2 separate regions of the Mus musculus genome follow, and region 2 is linked to region 1. The links are chromatin contacts, called in public HiChIP or PLAC-seq maps. All regions are on one chromosome and are shown on one strand. Each heading gives the region's core, a stretch centred on a gene start, on an enhancer-like site or on the middle of the called end of the contact. The rest is flanking DNA. Distances are from core to core; before and after follow the strand shown.

Evidence for each region. HiChIP or PLAC-seq counts read pairs in DNA pulled down with a chosen protein or histone mark.
Region 2: a contact with region 1 is called in an H3K4me3 HiChIP or PLAC-seq map of forebrain, with 3 times the contacts expected there. The contact joins two enhancer-like sites. A contact is called at or near these places in 13 of 39 promoter capture datasets (the 3T3-L1 cell line, 3T3-L1-derived adipocytes, the C10 cell line and 9 more), 3 of 484 Hi-C or Micro-C datasets (the G1E-ER4 cell line, bone marrow-derived macrophages and cerebral cortex), 14 of 115 datasets of contacts at active chromatin or transcription factors (the NIH/3T3 cell line, astrocytes, craniofacial prominence and 9 more) and 5 of 9 other capture datasets (adipose tissue, embryonic stem cells, liver and 2 more).

The regions. Positions count from the first base shown.
Region 1 is chr4:41,494,218-41,499,646 of GRCm38.p6, forward strand. It overlaps Myorg (myogenesis regulating glycosidase (putative)), which reads right to left. Exons shown (of 2, transcript NM_001085515.2): 2 at 1,384-5,429. The coding sequence starts at 5,411. The coding sequence ends at 3,261. Among named protein-coding and RNA genes, the nearest start is that of Myorg, 6.1 kb to the right of the region's middle. Within about 2 kb of position 3,019, at least 41 of the 459 cell types and tissues checked have an H3K27ac peak or open chromatin away from gene starts, as enhancers often do. A contact at or near this core is called in forebrain, where this site is marked.
Region 2 is chr4:41,616,364-41,621,792 of GRCm38.p6, forward strand. All of the region lies in intron 12 of Dnaic1 (dynein, axonemal, intermediate chain 1), which reads left to right. Among named protein-coding and RNA genes, the nearest start is that of Enho, 21 kb to the right of the region's middle. Within about 2 kb of position 3,273, at least 33 of the 459 cell types and tissues checked have an H3K27ac peak or open chromatin away from gene starts, as enhancers often do. A contact at or near this core is called in forebrain, where this site is marked.

The DNA of each region.
Region 1 (5,429 bases), core at 1,769-4,268:
CCAGAGCCTGGATCCCCACCCCACAAGGGACATGACTGAACTCTGGACATCTCTCCTAGACTGCTGTGTGGGTTGGACAAGATCAGACACTTGAGTCTGCGGGTCATCCTTCAGAGATTCTAACAGTGGTATGTGGCTGATGAGGTCTCATGTGGAGGCTGTTGCTGGAGTCTTTGAGTCCAGGAATCCTAACAAACCTGACTCCAAAACAGAGAAGTGAAAAACAGGAAAGGAACTTTAATCAGCAGAACTATACCAGGAAGAGAAGGGGGATGATGCTGTCAGCCCTGGCCTTGGAGGCCCTCATAGGAGTTCCCAGCTTACACAGGACTGGGGACAGAGGCTGGAGCAAGAAGCACGTGCTAATCAGCTTTGGCCAAAGTGTGGTCTGGTTGATCATTATCCTAGGATTGGTCTGGCAGGCCTTGTTCAGTTGCCGGGGGTTAGGGGGTAGTTTTGATCCTTGTCACAGATGTTTATCCAGGGGCTCTGTTGTTCCTGGAATCCACCAGACTGTAATGACTCCGTGCAAAGGGAACAGGTGCAAACTGGAGTCATCATACCAAGCTTTTGTTCTGGTTTTTAGTTAACCCATTGGGCACCCGGAGGGCCAAGAGAAGAGTCAATGCTTTTAGCAAGAGCACCCTGTGTGTCTTTGTTCAACAGCGGCCAGAGGATTGGAACGGCCAGTGCCCACCCTGGGTTTGGGGAAGAAGGGTCCTGGGTGCTCGGTGAGGAGAACCAGAAGAACGCTTGCTCTGGCTCCAGAAATGCTCTGCTCCCAAGTCAGGGGATGGTGGCTGAGAAAACCCACTTGGCTAAAGCTCAATCCATTCAAACGCATTCCCAAGCCCCCTCAGTGGCCATTTAGACCCTACCTCCTGACTGCTGTACGTCACACTCACCAACACACACACACACACACACACACACACACACACACACACACACACAAGAGAGCCTAAGACCAGTAAGCTGTGGTTACAAGGCTGCTGGAGGCCATCTGGAGCAATGCTAGGCTTCCCAGATCCGATGTACAGGGAGAGAGACATGTTTGGACTGCACAAGAGGTACTGGCAGGGACAGAGGACAGGGCAAGGCCAAAAGAGGCTGGAGAGATGGCTCAGCAGTTAAGAGCATTTGTTGCTTTTACAGAGAACCTGGGTCCGGTTCCCAGCATCCACATGGTGGCTCACAACCATCCATAACGCTAGTTCCAGGGCATCTGATGCCCTTTCCTGACCTCCACAAGCACCAGGCATGTATGTGGTGCATGCATGCATGCATGCATACATACATACATACATGCAGGCATCGCTTATGCATAAAATCGGTCTTTTTAAACCCCCAAGAATCCTTGTTTTTAAGCAAGAAAACAACAAATACTACTTCAATAGCTCTCTTTTATTGAGCACCTGCTTTGTGTCAGGCACTTTCCACATGTCTGTGCTTATTATTAAATGACCTCAGAGGTAGGTTTTATATCACTCTTACATAGGAAAAACTGAGGCTCAGTGGGGTAAGCAGCAGCTTATTCAAGGTCACCCAGCTGACTGACAAACGAAGACTGCGAATATGGCTCCCGGAAGAATGCTTGCTTAGTATTCAGCGCCCTGAGTTCTAGCTTCAACACTGCCAAGAAGAAGAAACCAAAGAATTGGCATTGGAGATGGGCATCGGGGGAGCCCCGAAGCTCTCCCCAGGACCTTTCACCCAGAGAACATTAAAGATTCGGGCACAGGCTCTGAGAGGGAAGCTGAGTTCTACTTCATTCTCCACCTTCTCTGGCAAGCCTCCAAGTCAGGAAAAACTCACCCCACCATAGTTGGAGCTGATCTCCTTAGAACAAGAGAATTACTGAGATGAAAGCCCTTACCCCATGCGTGTGTTGGCAGGCATCAGTGTGTAATGTCATTCATGTGCCAAGCACATCTCGGCCAGAATTAGAACATGGTTTTCCCACTAAGGCTTCACTCAGAGCACGCGCGTGCGTGCGTGCGTGTGTGTGTGTGTGTGTGTGTGTGTGTGTGTTCAGAGAGGCAGCTAGGTAATCTTAAAGGGCTGTTCATTTGCTACAGTTCTCTCCATTTTACAGCAGGAGTTAGGTTGAACTTGGGCTTGCTTTCCCAAGTTCAACCTAACTCAGTTCCTCAGCCCGACTCTCCAGTTTCGGAACTCTTAAACTGGGTTTGGCATTGTCCTAGGGAATCTACCTGAGGGGGGGGGTAGGTCAATGATCAAACAAAGCCTTGATCCTGCCCCTTTATCTTCCCTCTAGGCTTATCTAGCATCAAAGACCCATGGTGGGTGTCTCTCTCTCTCTGACAGAAGTATGTGTACATACACATAGACACAGGTTCTTGAATTAAGGCAACGAGTCCGGCCTGCATGGCCCTGCAAGTCTATCCACTAGATACATCTGGCCCCAGGTCTAGATCCAAAGTTGAGACCAGCATATATACAAATATGTTAACGCAACGTTAGGAGTCTTTTCACAGACAACTAGTTCAGGCTGAGCCCATCTCTTCTATGGACTGCTTCCTTGTCAGCTGGCCAAACCAAACATCTGTATCTTTTCTTCCCCAATGGAGTGGGACCAGGTCAATCACTGTGTGTTGGGAACTCATGGCCTAGCTGCTGCCATCAAGGAGGTACACTTTGTCTTCTTCCTTTCTTCCTTCCTTCCTTAGTTTTTGGAAGGGTTTCTCTGCTGTCCTGGAACTCACTCTATAGACCAGGCTGGCCTTGATCTCGAAGATCCACCTGCCTCTGCCTCCTGAGTGCTGGGATTAAAGGCGTGCGCCACCACCTCTGGGCTAAACGTATACTTTCTAAATATGGTAGAAAACTATTTGGGAACTTTAAAGAGGATCGGTTCCTCATTTCAGAGGACAAAGATGGCTACAAAGACCAGGGGAGGAGAGGTTTCCCTCTACTTTTAAAACCAGACCCTGTGTAGCAGGAAGAACAGACCTTTGACCTCTCCTTTTTTCTGGCTGACAACCCAGGGAAGAGGCTTTCTGCAGACTGAAGTGAATGGGCAAGGAGCCGAGGCTCTTAGGATTGTGCGCTGGTGCAGTTCCTCCCCTCCCAGGTCTCACCTACAGCTGTTGGCTGGAGCGCTTTAAAGTCAGTGCCCACTTCCTAGATGGTATAGAGGTGGGTCTTCCTGAGGGTTCAGCATTCGCATGTGGTAGAGGATTAAAAGTCTGTATGAAGGCTGGGGTTAGGGCTGTGGGATTCCTAGGTTCTGAGCTGGGTCAGGAAGCCCAGGTGAAATAGGCGACCTCATCCAGGTCGACAGGGTAATCCGTGAGCAGCACCGGCGTCTTGTCAAAAAGTTCACCCTTGTAGCTTCGCCATTTGCCGGCAGGCAGGTAGACATCACGCTCTTGCTTACCAGGCTCTAGCACCGGCGCCACCAACAGCGTGTCCCCGATGAGAAACTGTGAGTCAATGCGATGGGCCGTTTCATCCCCCGGTGCGATCCACCACAGGGGGCGCACGATGGGGTCGCCAGTGTCGGTGATCTCACCAGCAAGCTCTAGCAGCAGTGGCGCCACGAGGGAGGCGCGCAGAGCAGCGAATTTGTGTGCGATGGCTACCACTTCTGCGTCGTACTGCCAAGGAGGGATTGAAAACTGCATGGCAGGCATGAAGGCGGCCACCTCCAGCCAGCGCACGTAGAGCTCGCGCTCTGGCCCCGGCCCATCTTGGCGGCCGGCTGTGCGCTCCGGCACCGCGTTGCCACCTATCATATCGGGCAAGATGAACGGATAGCCCAGCATACTGACGGTGAGCACCGCAGGGATAAGAGAGCGCAGCCCCAGGTCGTAGCCCCATACCGAGTCGCGGTCCACTAGACGGAAGAAGCAGGAGATGTTCTGTGACTGGTACCCCACGCGGACCTCGGCTAGCGAGAAGAAGGGCTCCGCCATCTCGGTGTACCGCCTGCTCCACACACTGGGGTCAGACAGAGGCCTGTAGGTGCTGAAGTCCCTGGGCAGGTAGCTGACCTCACCCGCGTCGAACTTAAAGGAGGTCACGTTGTAGCGCAAGCGCAGGCGCCGTAGGTGTCCCTGGAACCACTCTCGGGCCTCTGGGTGCGTGAAGTCCAGCACTGCGCCAATACCGTTCCACCAGCGCACCAGCGCGGGCAGCCGGCCCGTGGGCTCGCGCACGAACAGCTCGCGCTCCACACCTTCGCCGAAGCTCGACGAGTTATAGTTGACAAACGGATGCACCCAAAGTGTGACGCGGAAGCCGGCATCTCGCAGGCGGCGGAACATGTCACTGGCGTTGGGAAACTTGCCCTCGTCGAAATTAAAGTCGCCATAGGCGGGCGTGTACATGTCATCGATTTCCAGGTGGCTGCTATTAAAGCGGTGCTGGCGGATCTGCTGGGCGAATTGCAGCACCTTGTTCTGGTCCACAGCGCGCCCATGCAGTGCCCACGTGGACCAAATGGGGTCTCGGAAGGCCTCTGACGCTGGTACCCTGGATGGCTTGTTGAAGTAACGTCGAACCATGTACTTGTGGATGGAAGTGACATCTGAGCCCACGCACACGCGGTAGCTGAGCTCTGGCGCGGCAGTACGGCCAGCTGGTGGCTTGTAAGATGTGTCGTGGTAGCGTGCCTGCAGTCTCATCGAACGCTCCGTGCTATTCCAGCCCAGGTGGAAGGGCACTGAATCATTGACTTTGATGGCAGCGGCGCGTGAAGATAACCAGTAGCGCTCAAGGATGCCCCCGAATGCGGCGTCAGATGAATAGACGTCGCTCGTGACAAATGGCTGCGGTTCTTGCTGGCCATCTAGGCGGATGGGCCAGTGTTGCGTCCTCATCTCTGCGCCGCCATACCAGTGCGCCGCAGCATCTCCCAGAAACATCGCGTGCTCCACAGCACGCCCTGGCACAGCTTCCTCCCAGCGCACGCGGTAGCACATTACAGTGTCCTTAGGTCGTACTGTCTGAATAAAGAAGTGCAACGGGCGTCCGTCGGCCGCTCGGGAGCAGCCAAGCAGCGCACCATCCCGGCTGCAGGAGTCAAGGTCTAGAGCACCGGAACGGAAGGCCAAGCGGAAGACTTGCTCACCCTTCTGGTTACGGATGGAGAAGCCGCCACGGTTCAGGTCCAGCAGCTCCGCGCGCAGGCGTTCAGCTTTGCGTAGGGAGGCACTGTAGTAGCACCAGGCCACAACTGCGGCCAACACCAGTAGCAGTCCCAGTACCGCGGAGCACAGCAGAGGTCTCAGCTCTTTAGTGGGCTTGGGTTTGGCAGGTGAAAAATTGTCAGGCAGGAAAGTGTACATGGTTGCTCGTGGGGTAACTTTGAGACTTTTAGGGCCTGCGTGGCTACCAGGTCGATGTCGGGGGTAGGCCTGGCTTGTCTCCTGAAGGTTCTGGGACATCAGTTCCTAGCGAAGGAA
Region 2 (5,429 bases), core at 2,023-4,522, 120 kb after region 1:
GGTCTTTGGAGGCACAGCCCCAGTGGTACCCACAGGCAGCTAGAGAGCTCCCTCTGGAGGATCACTTCTCTGTGCCCTTGTCTCCTCATTAGTGACATGGCAAGACTGACAACCAGCCAGGCCTCCATCTCAGGAGGCCTGCATGAGAAGAGCCCTGTGTGCTGCAGGAACGTTTACACACTCAGGCCAGTCATTGCCACCTTCTTGTTCTGTCTCCTAACTTCCCTGCAGGTCCCTCAGAGGGCCTGAGCAAAACCGGGTGTGGGGGGGGGGGTCTCCACAGAAGCCAGGCTGGGGCAGGGTTCTATGCTGGTGTCACCAGCTCAGTTCAGCCAACTTTCAGGTGACTATTGATTACAGTACCTGCTTCAGGCCTAAGCAGGGCCAGCCGAGGCATTGGCTTCTGAGGTCACCTGGGATGTCCTATGTTCTTAGACGAGTGCTCCATGGAAGAAGTGCAAGCTGGGGCAGCACCCTGGCTGTAGACAGGTCACTGGGAGGAACAGCCAGTCTCGCCAGCCTCCATTACAGTCTCTGGAAGTTCCCAAATAGAAACCCACAGGGAGAAACAAAATTGCCTGAATTGAAACACTGAATGAGAACTCAGCTTCACTGCTGAGTTTGATCCCAGGAGGCACAGGCCAGGCCTCTTCAGCTTTCTTTCCCCTGAATTTCTTAGGTTTTTATTCTGAGACTCAGCCACAGAAAAATTAGGCAGTGTCTCAGTTAGGGTTACTATTGCTGTCAGAAACCAGAACCAAAGCAGCTTGGGGAGGGAAGGGTTTGTCTGGCTTATGCTTCCACATCACAGTTCATCACTGAAGGAAGTCAGGACAGGAACTCAAGCAGGGCAGGAACCCAAAGGCAGGAGCTGATGCAGAGGCCATGGAGGGGCGCTGCTTACTGGCTTTCTCATCATGGCTTGCTCAGCCTGCTTTCTTATGGAATCCAGGACCACCAGCCCAGGGATGACACCACTTACACTGGGCTTAGCCCTCCCACATCAATCACTAATTAAGGAAATGCCCTACAGGTCTGCCTACAGCCTGATCTTATGGAGACATTTTCTAAATTGAGATTCTCTCCTCTCAGATGACTTTAGCTTATGTCACATTGACATAAAACTCTCCAGCACAGGAAGGATAGGGATATATATTTGGGACATGTCACATCCTTCAGACACAGTTTCCTGGCTTTAGATACAGAGCAAAAACAGAAAAGGAAGCTGGTGGTGGTGCGCACCGTTAATGCCAGAACTTGGGAAGACAGAAGCAGGCAGATCTCTGTGAGTTTAAGGCCAGCCTAGTCTACAGAGAAAGTTCCAGGATAGCCAGGGCTAGACAGAGAAACCCAATCTCAATTCTTCCTTCCCCTCCCCCCAAAAAAGAAGAGAAAAGGAAGGATAACCAACAAATCTAGGCCTGCCTTCCCACTACCGCTTCCAGTCCGAGCTGCTTAAAGCAGAGAGATGTGGGTGCCCCATATGTTGGACCACATATTCCCAGGACTTGAGCAGAAGAGACTGTGCAGGTGAACGAAGGTGGAGGGATATTGGGAGACAAAAGGATTCTGTTCAGGAAGAGATGGTCTTGAAACAGCTGGAATGTGACTGTGGCAGCCTGTGATAATGAAGGGGTCCATTCCAGCTCATTAGCCAGCGCAGAGCAGAGAAATGGAGACTTCTCATGGTCTGTCAGGCAGGGATGGCAGAGCAGGTGTAGAAAGCCTGTGTGCTTCCGAGAGGCTATCCCACAGGAGACGGGGCAGGAAGCTTCCTAGCAGGCCCCATGTTGGAAGGGCAAGGGAGGCAGCTGTCCTTCAGTCCTGCTTTTCTCTGGGGCAGCACCTCAAGCTAGGCCAACAGCAGCCCTCCTCTGCGCACTAAACTCATTTCTGTGCTGTCCCTTGAACTTGCCCAGGCCAGAGATGCACTCGTAAGAGTTTAAATCTTTCCCCATCATTTACTTGTTGGCTTCACTAATTAAGCAGTGTTAATTTCATTTACTGAAAATGGAAATTCATCCACCTCATTTCTCCCTGTTCATCCTCCACACACAAAATCCATCACTCCGTAGCTGCGGGCTGCGTAAAATTTACAGGACTAATTATGTTGTCAAGTCTCTTTGTAAATACAGTCCATAAAGGCCACTCTGCTTGCCGGGTGGCATGCAAGGGCATTCCGTTGTTAGTTTAATTACTGGTTAGTTATTTAGGTTCTCAAATGTTTGCCTCATTTTCCCTAAATCAAATTAAATGTCCTACTTGATGTGTTCTGTCTCCAAGGCCTTGCTCGCTCTTACTTCCCACACTATTTAAATACAGCTCCCAACCTGACAAGGGTGCCGAGGAACCCGTGCTGAGAGCCTGAGCCAGCCTGGCGCTGATGTCTCTGACCATGCCCGAGGTTTAGAACCTCCAGAATCAAGACTCTTTTCCGAGCCAGCTCTGGGCTGGTCCCCTGCCTATGGGAACTGTGGAAATCCCAACACAAGGGGGCATTTCTGTTCCTGGAGTACAAGGTGGCAGAGCCAGGGGTGGGAAAGAGAGAGGGGGTTTCTCTGTTGTGCCAGTGTGGCTATTCCCCTGACTCCAGAACTGCATCTGCATCTCCCCAGGAGAAAAAGCTCCATCGTTCTGAGTCCTAAAATTAGAGTTTGGGCCTCCGTTCCCTGAATGTCTCTGGCATTTGCTTCCTGTTGCTGGAGCAGCAAGCGACCACAAACACAATGGCTTAAATAACACATTTTTTTCTGAGTTCTGGAGGCCAGAATCTCAAGATGGATTACACGGAGTTAAAATCAGGTGTCAGCAGGGCTGTGTTCCCTCTGGACGTCCCCCAGGGAGCACCTGTTTCTTTTTCTGCTTCCAGCTCCTAGTGGCCGCCTGCATCCCATGGCTTGTGGCCCTCTTCCAGCCAGCAACTGCATCATCCTGACATCGGCTTCTGCCGTCACATCTGAGTCTCTGACTCGCTTGCCTCCTTCTTTCCCTTATAAGAACTCTTACGATTACATCAAATCCACCCGGGTAATCCAAGATAATCTCCCCATCTCAAGGTCTTTAACTTAATCACATCTGCAAAGTCCCTTTTGCCATACAAAGTGACATATTTATAGGCTCCAGGGATTAGGATGTGGACATTTGTGGGGGGGGCATTAGTCTGCCTACTCCACACCCCCCCTCCAAGTGCTTCTTGCATGACTTAATAAGGGAGTCATCAGACAGCTGCTGCCTTGGAACCAGTCCTAGGCTGGCCTCGTTTAGGATGCCACAGTACAGAGAAGCCTGCCAGCCAAGGCTGGCATGGTATCTTTGTCTCTTCAGTTGGCATCTACCTCCTACTGACCACTGACCTGGCTTCAGCCTTGTGCCCCAACATGCCCTCCACTGCCTTGCTCTCTTTGAGTCCTGAGTAGTCCTGGGGCATCCAGAATGCTCTACAGTGCCCACCCCTCATAACCGAGAACGGAACCAGGCAGGGTTGGCAGTTGTGGGCTTGAGGCCCCCAGTAACAAATTCCAGTTAAGAAGACATTGATCTGACTTGCTCATTGGATAGTATTCAGTCTGTCCTAGCAGAAGCTGAAGACAGTCAGAGCTTTGGTCTATGGTAGAATTAAGACGTACATGAAGCCATACCTAGCTTCAGGAGACTGAAGTAGGATTGCAGGTGCATGGCCTGCCTGGGCTACAGAATAAGTTCAAGGCCAGCCAGGGCAATTTAGTGAGATTCCTGCTTCAAAAGAAAAAATAGGAAGGATAGATTCAATGGTATAGTAACTACCTAGATTCAGTTCCCAATAAGAGTCAGTCTCTCTTCCTCTTCCTCACCCCCTTTCCCTCTCCCTCCCTCCCTCCTTCCCTCCCTCCCCCCCTCCCTCCCTCACTCCCCCTCTCTATTCTTCCCTCCTTCCCTCAGTCCCTCCCTTCTTTCCTCCCACTGTCCCATTCCCTGAGATGGTGGTTTTAGGAGAGCTACCACATAAGGCTCTGTCAAGAGGAACTGATTATCCTGCCTGAAACCTTGTGGCTGATTGAGGGGAGAGTCAGGAATGTCTCTCGATTATGCAGTAGAGCAGACTTCGAAGGAACCAAACTCCATCACCAGAAAGAACAAGCTGAGGTGTGCCCCACATCTGACCTTACTCTTTTCCCAATCTTTATGCTGATGGTGGGAAGCAGCACTTCCTCAGAAGATGGAGCACTCATAGCTGAATGGTCTGAAGGATTCCCGGAGGTTATCACCCGAGTAGACTTGACCTCTCCTGGGCCTTCCCCCTCCCTGTTTCTCTTTCGGTTGTTCTCAACCACATGTAATTCCTGAAATCCTATAGTCTGGAAGACTCTAGAATCTCTTCACTGCTCCCAAACTAGAGTCTTCTTATACAGAGGTAAAGCTAGGGGGCTCCCGTCTGGGTCATCGGAACTATGAAATCTTGTGGCATTAAGAACAAAGTATCCCAGGGACTAAGGTCTAATTGGTAACAGAGGCACTTTATGATCCTAAAGTCATATGAGACTACTGGTGACCCAGTTAGTGATGTACTGGGAATGTTGGGTGGCTGAGCAGTGACATCATCAGGCTTCTGGTGTCCTGGCTGGTGATCTCATGCTAGGATTTTTGGATGGTTAGGCAGTATGACACTAACAGATAATGTCACAAGAGGACCATTGGTGGGTTGATTAATAATATTGTCATTTAAGGGTAGAAAATAAGATGTTGATGTCATGTGGTGTTGGGGATCGAGGCTGTGATGTCACACTGGGTATCCCTTTAAAGTGGAATCATGAGATCTCCGTGGGCCCCCAAGATCAGGAATGAGGAGTTCACAAAGGTCAAGCGGAAACCGCAGTCCGATGACATTTTTCTTTGCTCTCCTGGTGTATTTTGACAAAGGGAGCATTGAAACACATATTCACAAACATACTCTAACCAGGACTAGGAGCTATGCCCTGTATTACAGAAGACTCCTTTCCTTGCAAGTAACAAAGACCACTAAAGCCAGTGGATGAAGTGTGACTGAAGTCCAGCATGCATGTGACCATCATAGTTGTGTGCCTGTGTGAGCCTTATTTGTGACCCCTGCTTCTCTCTGCACGGCCATTCCCTTTATCGTGCTTGACTGCCCTGTGCCTTCCACACTGTGCAGTCTAGAGCCTGGAAGCTTGGATTGGCTTTGCCAGTAACCACCATACTGTTAGGGGTGTCTCTATCCCTTCCTCTGTCCACTTCCATGTAAAGACTGAATTACTGGGGCTTAACAGGTAAAGGTGCTTGCTGCCAAGCCTGACATACTAAGCTTAATGCCTGGAGCCCAGAGTAGAAGGAGTGAAATGATGTCTACAAATTGTCCTCTGACTGCCAAATGCATGACATTTGTTTGTACATGTGCGCGCGCATACACACACACACACACACACACACACACA